2 separate regions of the Pan troglodytes genome follow, and region 1 is linked to region 2. Evidence: chromatin contacts called from public Hi-C data. All regions are on one chromosome and are shown on one strand. The core of a region is the stretch at or near the end of the contact, and the rest is flanking DNA. Distances in the headings are between cores, read along the strand shown.

Region 1 (5,778 bases), core at 2,886-5,385, 110 kb after region 2:
TAGACTTGATGGATAATTTGGACAGCATTGTGATATTCCAGGTTTAAGAGTCTTAAGGTTCAAGACTACATTAAATGTTAATGTAGTCCAACATTCTCGAACTCTGAAATCCTCTGAGCATCTTTTCATGCACTGGCCTAAAATGTTTTCATAGCCCAGCAAAAGGCTGATTACTTATTTCCCTCCTATTGATTTTTTTTGAGATGGAGTCTTGCTGTGTTGCCCTGTCTGCTTGTGAACTCCTGACTCCGGTGATCCTCCTGCCTTGGTCTCCTGTTTATGTTTTAAATAGCATTTCTCAAACCTATTTGAGCAAATAACTTTCCTGTTAATATGTAGTATTCCTTGAAAGAATTGAATTTGTGAGTCCCTAATCTAGACACTTTTAAAGAAGAAACAAAACTCAGTAACACATTTGGATAAAAACCTGAATATGTCCATTTTGGGATGAAAGGAAGCAGCTTTGTTTACCATGTTGAATTAAGTGGAAAACATCTTATTTTAATCATGATTGATAGAAATCTAAATTTGTAAATTCTGATTTTTTTTTTTTACAATGAAAATACATTTTAAATGTCACCATCCCCTTCCCCATGAAGTCTTCATTACAACTAATTTTGAAAATACTCTCTCATTTATTTATATTATATATGCATATGTTCTACTGTATAATTTTAAATACTTAAATGGGGTTATCTTTTTGCATTGTTCTGTATCTTTTTTCAGTTTAATAATTTACCTTGCTTATAATTATTGTCAGTGCTTGCGGACCTGCTCTTTATGCATTTTTAACCATTGCATAAAGCTGGAATGATGGACATGATTTCTTTAATCACTCCAAATTAGTCATTTAGTTGTTTCCAGTTTTTTAGTATTACAAATAACTCTGCAATAAACATGTCTTGGGTATGCATTCTTTTAGTTTAAAATAGTCTTGTTCCTTCAGAAAGTTGCTCAATAATAGACTTAGAAATTCTTTTGTGCTAATTACTGTAATTGCTCATTTTAAGATCTCCTTTTATTGTTTTCATAGTATATAATCCTAAACTGTTACAACTGAAATAGTCCTTGAGCTAAGAAAGCAATGTGGCTTAAAGATAGGATTTCTAAATAGAGACTTAAAAATTAACCTTTTTGGAGCTGTGACTTCCTGATGAAGTGGCAGCACACAGGCTGAATATGTTCTACATCTGGATGGCCCAACATCATGATGCTGTGATTTGCGAGAAGCTGTCTGCCTGCCTAGGCTGCTGGAGGATGGCAAGTTAATTTATTTGTTGTTGGGAGACCTCCCCCCGCCCCCATTAAAAAAACTATTTTGAAATACTTGTAGATTCACATGCAGTTTCAAGAAATAATAAAGAGTAATTCCATGTACCATTTTCCTCCAATAGTAACATTTTGTGAAACTAGTACAGTATCACAGCTAGGATATTGACGTTAATATAGTAAGGATATATGTCATCACCACAAAGGTACACCTACTTCCCTTCTATCTCTCCTCTCTCCTTCATGCCTGGTTACAAACTAACCTGTTCTCTCTATATAAAATTTTATCATTTAAGAATGTTCTATAAATAGACTCATAGTATGTAACCTTTTGGAACTGAAGTTTTTCCATCAGCATAATTCCTTATAGATTCATTCAGGTTGCTGTGTTTATCAATAGTTTGTTTCTTTTTATTGCTGAATGGTATTCTGTGGTGTAAATGTACTACATTCCATGAGCATGGCATGTCCCTCCATTTATTTAGTTTTTCTTTGATTTACTTCATTAGCATTTTGTAGTTTTTGTAGTCCTGTGTATGTTTTGGTAGAGTTATACCCTAAGTATTTAATTTCTTTGCTCATTGCTAGTATATAGAGATACAACTTATTGAACTCACTTTTTAGTTTATGCTAGTTTATTACTAATTATTAATATATGCTCAAGATATGTAAACTTTTATTTTTATTAGGTGTCACTTGCTAAATTTTGTGGAGAATACTGATGCTATTGCTAGAAAGTGCTGCTGTCACAAAGTGGGTTTATATATAGTACCATGCTATCCTTCTTCCTACGCTAGATTAGAAGTTATTTATGTGCTATATGCACATAGAGTTTTTGATGGGTCTATTGCAAATACTATGGCATCTGAACTTTTTTTTTTTTTTTTTTTTTTGAGATAGAGTCTCCCTCTGTTGCCCAGGCTAGAGTGCAATGGTGCAGTCTCAGCTCACTGCAGCCTCTGCCTCCCGGGTTCAAGCGATTCTCCTGCCTCAGCCTCCCAAGTAGCTGGGATTGCAGGCACCCGCAACCACACCCGGGTAATTTTTGTATTTTTAGTGGAGACAGAGTTTCACCGTGTTGACCAAGCTGGTTTCAAAGTGCTGGGATTACAGGCGTGAGCCACCGTGCCCGGCCCCTGAATCCTATTTTTAAGTATAAAAAGTCTTTTTTCAGCTCTGGATTATGGTGCTGCAAGCTGATATTCTTCTCATGGCAGTAAACAGAGAAGTCCTAGGGGTAATCTTACCCCTCTGGGGAGTCCAGGATATCTGAGCATCTCCCTTTTCTTTTTACTGCTAGGAAGAATTTCTGCTAGTAGAATTTTTATTTTGGCCAACTCTGACCCCTTAGGTTGATATCAGAATGAGGTGTACCAACCTAGGTGGTCAGAGTTGGCCAAAATACACATTTTCCTGCTGAGCAATTTAGTCTAGGTTAAGTCATACTTGACCATATGCCCTAGTTTAGCGTCCAGTTTGTGAACATTCTTTACCTGAGTTATTGTAATTCTAATCTCTTATGTAAAACTGCAGGTAGTCAGCCCTTTGTCTCCTTCAGTTCTACATCTGCGGATTCCTCCAACTACAGATTAAGAATATTTGGGGGAAAAACAGTAAAAAAAAATTATAATACAACAATAAAGATAACAAATTTAAAAACTAGTATAACAACTTTTTATACAGCATTTGTATTGGGTATTGTAAGCTAGAGATGGCTGAAAGTCTCTGAGACGCTGTGCATACGTTATATGCAAGCGCTGCCATTTTATTGCAGAGACTTGAGCATCCAAGGATTTTGTATCCGTGGGAGTCCTGGAACCAATCCCCCTTGGATACTGAGGGATGACTGTATTTACAACATGTCTAGATTTTCGACAACTTGAATTAAACCAGAAAGAATATGAACACACAGAAGTTCATGTGTATATATATATATGTGTATGTGTTTAGAAGGGAGCAAGCTGTTAAACATGGGAAATAGTTGCTAGTAGTTTGTAATTTTATGATTACAATTTTAAAATTCAATTTTGCAACTGGAATTTGACTTGATTGGTTAGTGCCTTACAGTAATTAACCTCCAAATCATCAGAATGTCATCTTGTTATTTAGGTAATTGAATCTACTTTTCTTGTATACAGAATGCTTTTTGGAAACAATACACTGTATATCTAGTTTGTACCAAGAACTAATTGTACACAGTCAGATACTTGCAGTTCTTTTGGACTTGAGTTTCTTTATCCTTCTATCAGATGTCACAATTCCCTCTTCCCTTTGTAGCATATGAAAGTAGTTGTGTGTGCACTGTATTTGGGAATATCAAGTAATAGAATCTCTAGAAAACACTAATGATTTCAGTCCCAGGTAATCCAGAGTTAAAAATAATGTTCATAAGGAAGGGTAGCAAAATTTAGATTTTAATACTTATAGGAGGTGTGTTAATTGGCCCCAGGGCCACAGGCTTTAGCATCCAGAGGACTTTAGCCCCAAAGGTTTTGTGGAACTTTTCCAGAGTCCTCACCAGTACATTGGGAATAAATGGAATGCCTTTGGAAGTACTTTGAAGATTGAATTCGATAGTGTTGGTAAAGCAGTCTAGCCTGCTGTGATTGTGCTATTGATGCAAATATTCTCTAGCCTGTATTATTTTTCCTTGGAGCTCAGGAAGTGATCCCCACCCACCTCAAGCAGTAAAGGAAAGAGAGGCAGGAGGGTCTGACCATGTGAGGTGCCCCAATAAAGCATCTGTATTGTAAATCAGGAATGTAGGTATTGGGTTTCCTTAAAACAAAGCACACCTACATGACCACTAGCTGGAGCACAGTGTGGGCTCGGTCTGCTGAAAGAGTCAGTTGGTTGCGGCTGTCTAATCCAATTATGGATGGTCCCAGCGCTCAGCCTTTCAGCTGCTGCCCCTCCCCTGCAGACTCTGCCTCTCTCACCCTCCCTTTTAGGGCTTGGTCTGTGGCTACCCCAGAAATCACGTGCACTCCTAGGCTTCAGCGAGTACAGCCTTGTTAATCTCAGACGTGGAAAGCAAGTTGCCTAGGTCTACAGATGAGTATTCAGTTTCCCCACCAGTTGACCTCAGTGCAGGTTTTGTTGGTTCCAGTCATTTGGGGTCAGCACCTGTTTGAAGCCAGGACACTTAGAACAAGGTGGAGGAAAACCTGAGGGTACATACAGTGTGGTTTCCTTGGCTCATCTAATAGAGAGTCAGAATGATTAGCCACATTGCAAATTGTCTTTACTCAGTGGTTTAATTGTTAACCAGGTAGTTAATTTTTTTTTTTATTAAACAAAGAAGAAAACACCTCTAGATCTTTCTGGGACAGATGGCCCCATTGAAAGAAGGCCACGTGCTGCAGCGAATGGCCAGGCCTCGGGTGTGGCAAGTGCCTTCCAGCTCAGTGGTTGCTTTGTGCTCCTTTGCCTATTTGAAGACATGTGGATGAATCAAAATCTATAAGCCTATTTCAGTCAAGTATTCTAAGGAACCTGGAAACACAGGGGATTTCTCTGTTGCCTCTAATACAGTGAAAAACCACTGTCTTTTGTTGTTGTTGTTGTTGCATTGGGGGAAGAAAGTCCAGGTTTGCATGTACATTTTCACTCATAGGATTTTTTTTTTAGAATAGTTTGGGGAGGACATTGTGCTCTGGCCAACAACTGGGCCAGTGTCTGGTCACAAGATGATCAGGCAGGTGCCTGCATGACTGTAGGACAGAGAACTGGGCAGCTAGAGAGCCTGTGTGGAACGTGAAGCCTTTCCCCACTTTGTTGCCGTCCTAACCTTTTCTCAAGTCATGGAGAATTGATCCTTAGACATTCCTTACCTCTCTCACCCACTTGAGGATTGCTCAGAGCCTGGGTTTCGGATTGAAATAGCACTATTTCTGGTTGGTGACGACATTCTGTGAGCCAGCAATGTAGTTTAAATATCCACAAGAGCGCCCTGGTTCCATCAGCACCCCTTCGTAATTGGTCATGAGACTTGGACCTCCTTCGGGGCTGGGACTCGGGCAAGGGAGTTGAGTAGAGCTTCTCTTTCTGGGCTCCTGGGAAGGATTCATGGCATAAAAGTGGGACTTCAGCATTCTCCGGGCACACCTGTCTCTGTTTTTGTCCTCTCCTGAATCTTTCTGGCCTGCAGAGCAGAATAAAGTCACTCTGTGCCAACCTGACTTTTGTTCATGACTATATTAGGGGCATGGATAGAAAGTGCCCCCATAGCACTCTCAGATAAAACACCTTCAAACAAACCCAGAAACCCATGCTCACAAAACCACCCACCTTAAATTATGAAACTTTCAGGCTGACTAAATCCTGAAGGCGTTGGAGCGTGAGCAAAGGGAAAATGGTGACACAGAGTTTGCCCTTCCTAATCCAAATGAAAAGCTCTGTAACCCTCCCCCCACCTTTGCTATCAAGAAATGTTGGACCTTTGGGAAGCAGATGTAGAGTATTGATCCTTAAAACAGAGACCTCTCACCCTAGGTAGATTTCTAACTG
Region 2 (5,370 bases), core at 979-3,478:
GGCTGCCACAGAAGACAGACTTACCGCTGCCGCCCGCTTCCGAGCTCTCAGTAGTTTTTCCTCTCCCAGCAAATCCAGGCGGCTGGGAAGGTGATTGTTAATTGTTTATAAGCATTAACTGCTTACCAGTCATTCTTACTATTTTAAATCTGACCCTGCTATTATGTTGTTTTGTTTCTGTTCACAGCTGAGCTTTAAGCTGGGTAGAATTTCGTGATGAGTCACTCCCATGACTGTAAAATCAGTATCGATCAAGCCTTCCTGTTCAACCATAAGCAGATGAGACAGGCTTATGGTTTCCACCGGCTCGGCTCCGTGCGTGTGCGGATTGGGCTTCCTGAGAGCCTGGTTAGCCCCTTTTATCTGCTGCTCTGAAACCTGCGCAAGGGTGTTTAGCATGCACCTTGAAACCTCTGCTGCCTGAAGACAGTGTGCTTAAATGAAGGGTATACAAACCCATGTGAGGTTTTCTCTTCCCTTTTCCATGAACTCCACCCCAATTACCTGTTTGAATTTTGCATGCCAGTTATTTTCAGGGAACTAGTGACCCTTTTCTTGCCACCCTGGGCTTTGAATTGAAGGCCAGTGTGCCACCTTTTCTTTGGCTTTGTTAGAACGTTGCCCTCAGGGTCATATGTGCTGGCTGCTATGAATTCTTACTGCTTGATGGACAGAGAAAGGTGAGGGTTAGATATCTGGACAGGGCATGACAGGGCGGGTCATCGAGTAGGAACATTGGGACCTTTTGCTTCCAGGCTTGAGCAGTGGGTGAGAAACACTGTCTTCCCATTAGGGCAGTGGGTGAAACACTGACTTCCCTCAATCCTCTGGGCAGCCTTGTCAGGTGGGTGTGGAAGCTGAGGTGTGTCTGCCCCAGGCTGTGCAGTCAGCCCCGTGTTCTAGCTTCCCGTGCCGAACCTGGCCCCAGAGGCTGTCTGCCTGGCAAGGGGGCTGCACAAAGCTCACAGGGGCATTTCTGGTGCTTAGTAGATGCTAGGCCGGCCCCCAGTGCACTGATAAGAGCATGGGCTGAGAGTGCCGCTTGGATTCGGCTACAGTGGGCAGCAGAGTAGGGGTGACTGGTGTTGCTTTTACTCTAGAGCAGAGGAGGCAGATGAGGTAGATCAGGGCCCCAGGGATGCTGAGCTGAGCTGGGTAGAGAGAATTTGGTTTTGTAGGATTTGGAGACAGAGACAAAGTTGGAGTGTTTGGATGTTCGGGGACCTGCAGGAGGTATGTGAGGTGTGTAAAATGCAGCCCCTGTTTTAAAAAGAGCTTACATTGCCTCTTGAGAAGATAAGGTGTGCCCAGCTGTGGAATGGAACCAGATGCTTTTATGAGTGAGGATAGAGTGAGCACACTGGGAAAGAGCCCTGGAATTGGAGGAAGAGATCATTTTGCCCAGAGGGATCTTGGAGGTCTCCTGGAGGAGGGTACTTAGATGATCAGAAGGATTATACTAGACTTGATGGGGTGGTCTTGGCATCAGAACTTTAAAAATGTATTTTGGGGCTGGAAGCAAGGCTGGAGAGGAAGGTTTGTTTAAGTTGTAGTGGGGGATGAGGCTGGGGGCAAATCGGGGATGGTTTTCCAGGTCTGTAAAGGCCGGGGTAAGAGGAATGGTTGGTTCTTAAGAGCAAAAAAAATCCCTTACATATTGGTTCTCTTATTTGTGCTAAGTTAAATACATGGGAGGCTACTGGTGTTTATGAAATAACCCTGAGCCTTTTTGGGGAGGTAGTAGTGGAAGTCTGATGGAAGAGATAGAAGGCTGGTCCCAGGGGTTCTGGGTGGCATCTTCCTCTCAGGTCATCACTGTGCTTTTGCACATTGCAGTTATATTTGACTACATTTGATTATGGCAGATTTACTTAGAAGGACACTGGAAAAAAGCCTCCCAAATTACAACTGACACAGGAAATGACTTTATTTTCTTCTATTTTTTTTCTTTGCTTTTCTCCCCCAATCAACATACATTTTTAAACCTGTCATCTCACATGACCTGCCGGTAGAATTGATATGTTTAATTTCTGTAGAAAATAACTGGAAATATTTCACAAGCTCCAGTAGCTTCCTGTTGTAGGGATGCTTAGGACTTTGGAATGAGAAGTTTTCTATTGAGTTGTCATATTTGGAAGGATAAAGGTGCCCTCTTTTCCCTCGATCCACATAGTAGACTCCTGTGTGCGGACATTTGTTTGGTGTCTCACGTTGATGCAAATGCAGCCATTGCAGAGTGAGCCCCGCTCTGTTACTGGATCTCCATTTGCTCAAAAGAGAGCAGTGTCCCCCTCCGAATCTGCATGTCTGAAAGCATTCATGCAGGTTCATTGCATGGGTCTTTGCATTTTACTTAGACTTAGCAAAAATCAGGTATAGTCTTTCCTGAAAACAAAAGTGACCATTGTTTTTAATCAACTGTAGGGTGTTTGGAGTTGTGAAATATTTAGGGTCCCGAGTCCATTCCAGATTCAACATTGGGAAAGAATGAGAAAGCTGAAGCCTGGGGCAGGCTCTGTCTGCAGAAACCATGGGCTATCGCCCCCCTCTCCTTAGCAGCATTGTAAACAAAACCCCATTTGTAAGGAGCATGTCCCAACTGAGCTTGTAATTATAGGGGCAAGATTTGTGTGGTGGTAGGGGCATGGAGCTGGAGACTGGGGGCTTCCTTATTGGTTCATTTATCCTGGCCCTTCTCTTTTCTCTCAAGTCTCAGCTCTTTTAAGATTCAGAAAATAATGCAAAATGCCTAAGATTTCTGAAATTCCTGGCTTCAGAGACTTGACTACATAAAAGAGCCAGGATTTTCAGGCTGGCCATTTCAGGATCAGCCATTTCCCACTTCCTGATTCATAGCTTCCAGGATTTGTAATGCCTGTAGACTTTTTTCTCTCTTGCTTAAAAGCGGCCATTGAAAGAAAAAATAAATAGCAAAATCCCCATCCCAGAAGTTCTGCTTCCTGTTGTTGTACTATTGAGCTCTGAAAAACAGCTTTGTAAGTTTAGGCTCTTGTTTGGACTATTTCAGTGGAATTCTTGAGATCTTTTTGTTTGGACAGGCAACTATGAAGGCGATAAGTCGAAAGAACTGCAGCTTACTCAGCACAGAAATGCAGAGGCTCAAATTTAAGTTCTTCCTTAGCTTTATGGTGTGTATATTAATATAATCCAAGCAATAGTGAGTTGCTTAGCCAGGGTGCACAGACATTTTCCACTATGCCAGTTGTTTCCCTCATAATGTTTAATGTTTATTTTTAAAGGACATATTTGGGCACACGTTTCATTTTTGCCTGTAAAAGAATTGGGAATATTTGTGATTTTTGCAACAAAGGAGAAGGATCCAAAGTAACCAAGAAAATGATGGACTGGCAGCCTTCACATTTTCCCACAACTCTTTTCATGAAATAAAATGTAGATAAGGCTGGGTGCCATGGCTCACGCCTGTAATCCCGGCACTTTGGGAGGCCGAGGCGGGCGGATCACCTGTGGTCGGGAGTTTGAGACCAGCCTGGCGAGCATGGCGAAACCCCATCTCTACGAAAAATACAAAAATTAGCCGCGTGTGGTGGTGTGCGCCTGTAGTCCCAGCTACTCGGGAGGCTGAGGTGGGAGAATCACTTGAACCTGGGAGGCAGAGGTTGCAGTGAGACAAGATGGCACCATTGCACTCCAGCCTGAGTGATAGAGCAAGACTCCATCTCAAAAAAAAAAAAAAAAAAGTGTAGGTTAGCAAAAGTGCCTACAGTTCAAATGCTTCCATGCTAACCGTTGTATTTCTTCCGGTCTCATTTGTGATGAGAGTCATAAGATTTTGAGAAATACAAAAACCTTTCCAGCTTTGTAGGATGATAATGGCTTGGCCACTCAAGTAGTTCTGATTGGGTTAACTAATTTGGTCCAGTAATCATTTCATTTGGGGTGAATGGATTTTTCCCCCCTAAATACGGGTTCCTGGAAAGTTGAAGTAGTGAATCCGGTGAAACTTAATCAGTGATTTCGTAAGGGTTAACAAATGTTTCTGGGTGGGATTCCTAATGTCCAGCTTCCTCTGTGTAGCTCAGTAAGTCTTCTTTGGAGACACTAGCCTGCATTGTAAGACTGTCACATGGGAGCATCTTTTTATTTTATTTTACTTTTTTTAAAAAAATGAGGTCTTGCTTTATTATCCTGGCTGGAGTGCAGTGGTGTGATCATGGCTCACTGTAGCCTTGAACTCCTGGGCTCAAGTGATCCTCTTGCCTCAACCTCCCAAGTAGTTGGGCTGATAGACATGAGCTACTGTGCCACGTAGCATTCTTGGGGATTATTGTAGGGTCCTTTTGGACCACACATGGTTTTATACTCTGTAGCTGATTGATGTACTGGCATGTCAGTGACATTGTGTGTATCATTACACTATTTGGTTAATTGATGTACTGGTGGAATAGCCATCTTCTGGAGGCTCTTGTTTGCATACTTCTCTTAGTGGCGGACTAGCGGCTGTACAGTAAATAGATGATCATTCTCGCTCTGTTTTACCTTTCCTCAGCTGCTCTTCTGGTAGGAAAAGAACAGCCCTCTTAGCTGTAGTCTTCTGGAGGCTCTCTCAATAATAGAAGTGGAAAGAAAAGACTCAAATCCCTGGGCAGTGACTTTTTAGTTGTTTCATTTGCTTGTAAAGCAGAAAGACCTTTAACTCTTAGTAGCCTTACAGATCGTATTTGAAAACACCTGTGCTTGCCTTGAATGGGGCGGTGACCACTGGATCCCCCCATGCTGGGTACATGTTTTGCAGTCACAGACACTGCTGGCCTCACCTTTGGTGGTGAAGGAATCTTTCCAATTTCTGCTGATGGTGTAGTGCTCTTGGGAGCTGGGTTCTCTGAATGAGCAGATGGGCAACTACTTTTTTAAGCCTGCTGTTCATTCTGCAAAATAGTTATTGTGCAAATACCTGATAAGCACCAGGTCTGTGCCAGGCGCTGTATTTTGTATTTTGCATGTCTGAGGCCAGCATCTTTTTCCCTGTTCCTTTTTCTCCTCATCCAGTGAACTTTCCACTGTGGTTGTAGTTTGTCTGAAAAAGATTTGGAAAAAATGTACAGCCATGTTTCTCTTGTCTAGAGAAGCTGTCTTAAGGACTTCGACAAGTTTCATTGGCAGAGTGAATGAGTGGTGGCCTCTGAATAGTTGAAATGTTAATGCTATCTATAGGTTCTAGAGAATCTGTGTCTTTAAAAGTCATAGCGATAAAGTCTCAGCTTTTTGAGAGAGTGGGTTTCAGACATATTTTAAAATACTACTATACAGGAAATCTGATTGTTGCGTTGAAACAGGATTTGTTATCACATCACGGTTAGACATACCCAAAAGGCAAAAACTACAGTGGTC

Evidence for each region. A called contact is a pair of places that touch in the nucleus more often than the background predicts.
Region 1: a Hi-C map of induced pluripotent stem cells shows a contact between it and region 2, with 1.7 times the contacts expected there. The contact joins two enhancer-like sites. A contact is called at or near these places in 3 of 7 Hi-C or Micro-C datasets (blood, induced pluripotent stem cells and stem cell-derived neural progenitor cells).

The regions. Positions count from the first base shown.
Region 1 is chr16:90,599,201-90,604,978 of NHGRI_mPanTro3-v2.0_pri, forward strand. The region is part of intron 2 of IGF1R (insulin like growth factor 1 receptor); the gene reads left to right. Among named protein-coding and RNA genes, the nearest start is that of IGF1R, 130 kb to the left of the region's middle. Within about 2 kb of position 4,136, at least 4 of the 24 cell types and tissues checked have an H3K27ac peak or open chromatin away from gene starts, as enhancers often do. A contact at or near this core is called in induced pluripotent stem cells, where this site is marked.
Region 2 is chr16:90,486,378-90,491,747 of NHGRI_mPanTro3-v2.0_pri, forward strand. All of the region lies in intron 1 of IGF1R (insulin like growth factor 1 receptor), which reads left to right. Among named protein-coding and RNA genes, the nearest start is that of IGF1R, 22 kb to the left of the region's middle. Within about 2 kb of position 2,229, at least 9 of the 24 cell types and tissues checked have an H3K27ac peak or open chromatin away from gene starts, as enhancers often do. A contact at or near this core is called in induced pluripotent stem cells, where this site is marked.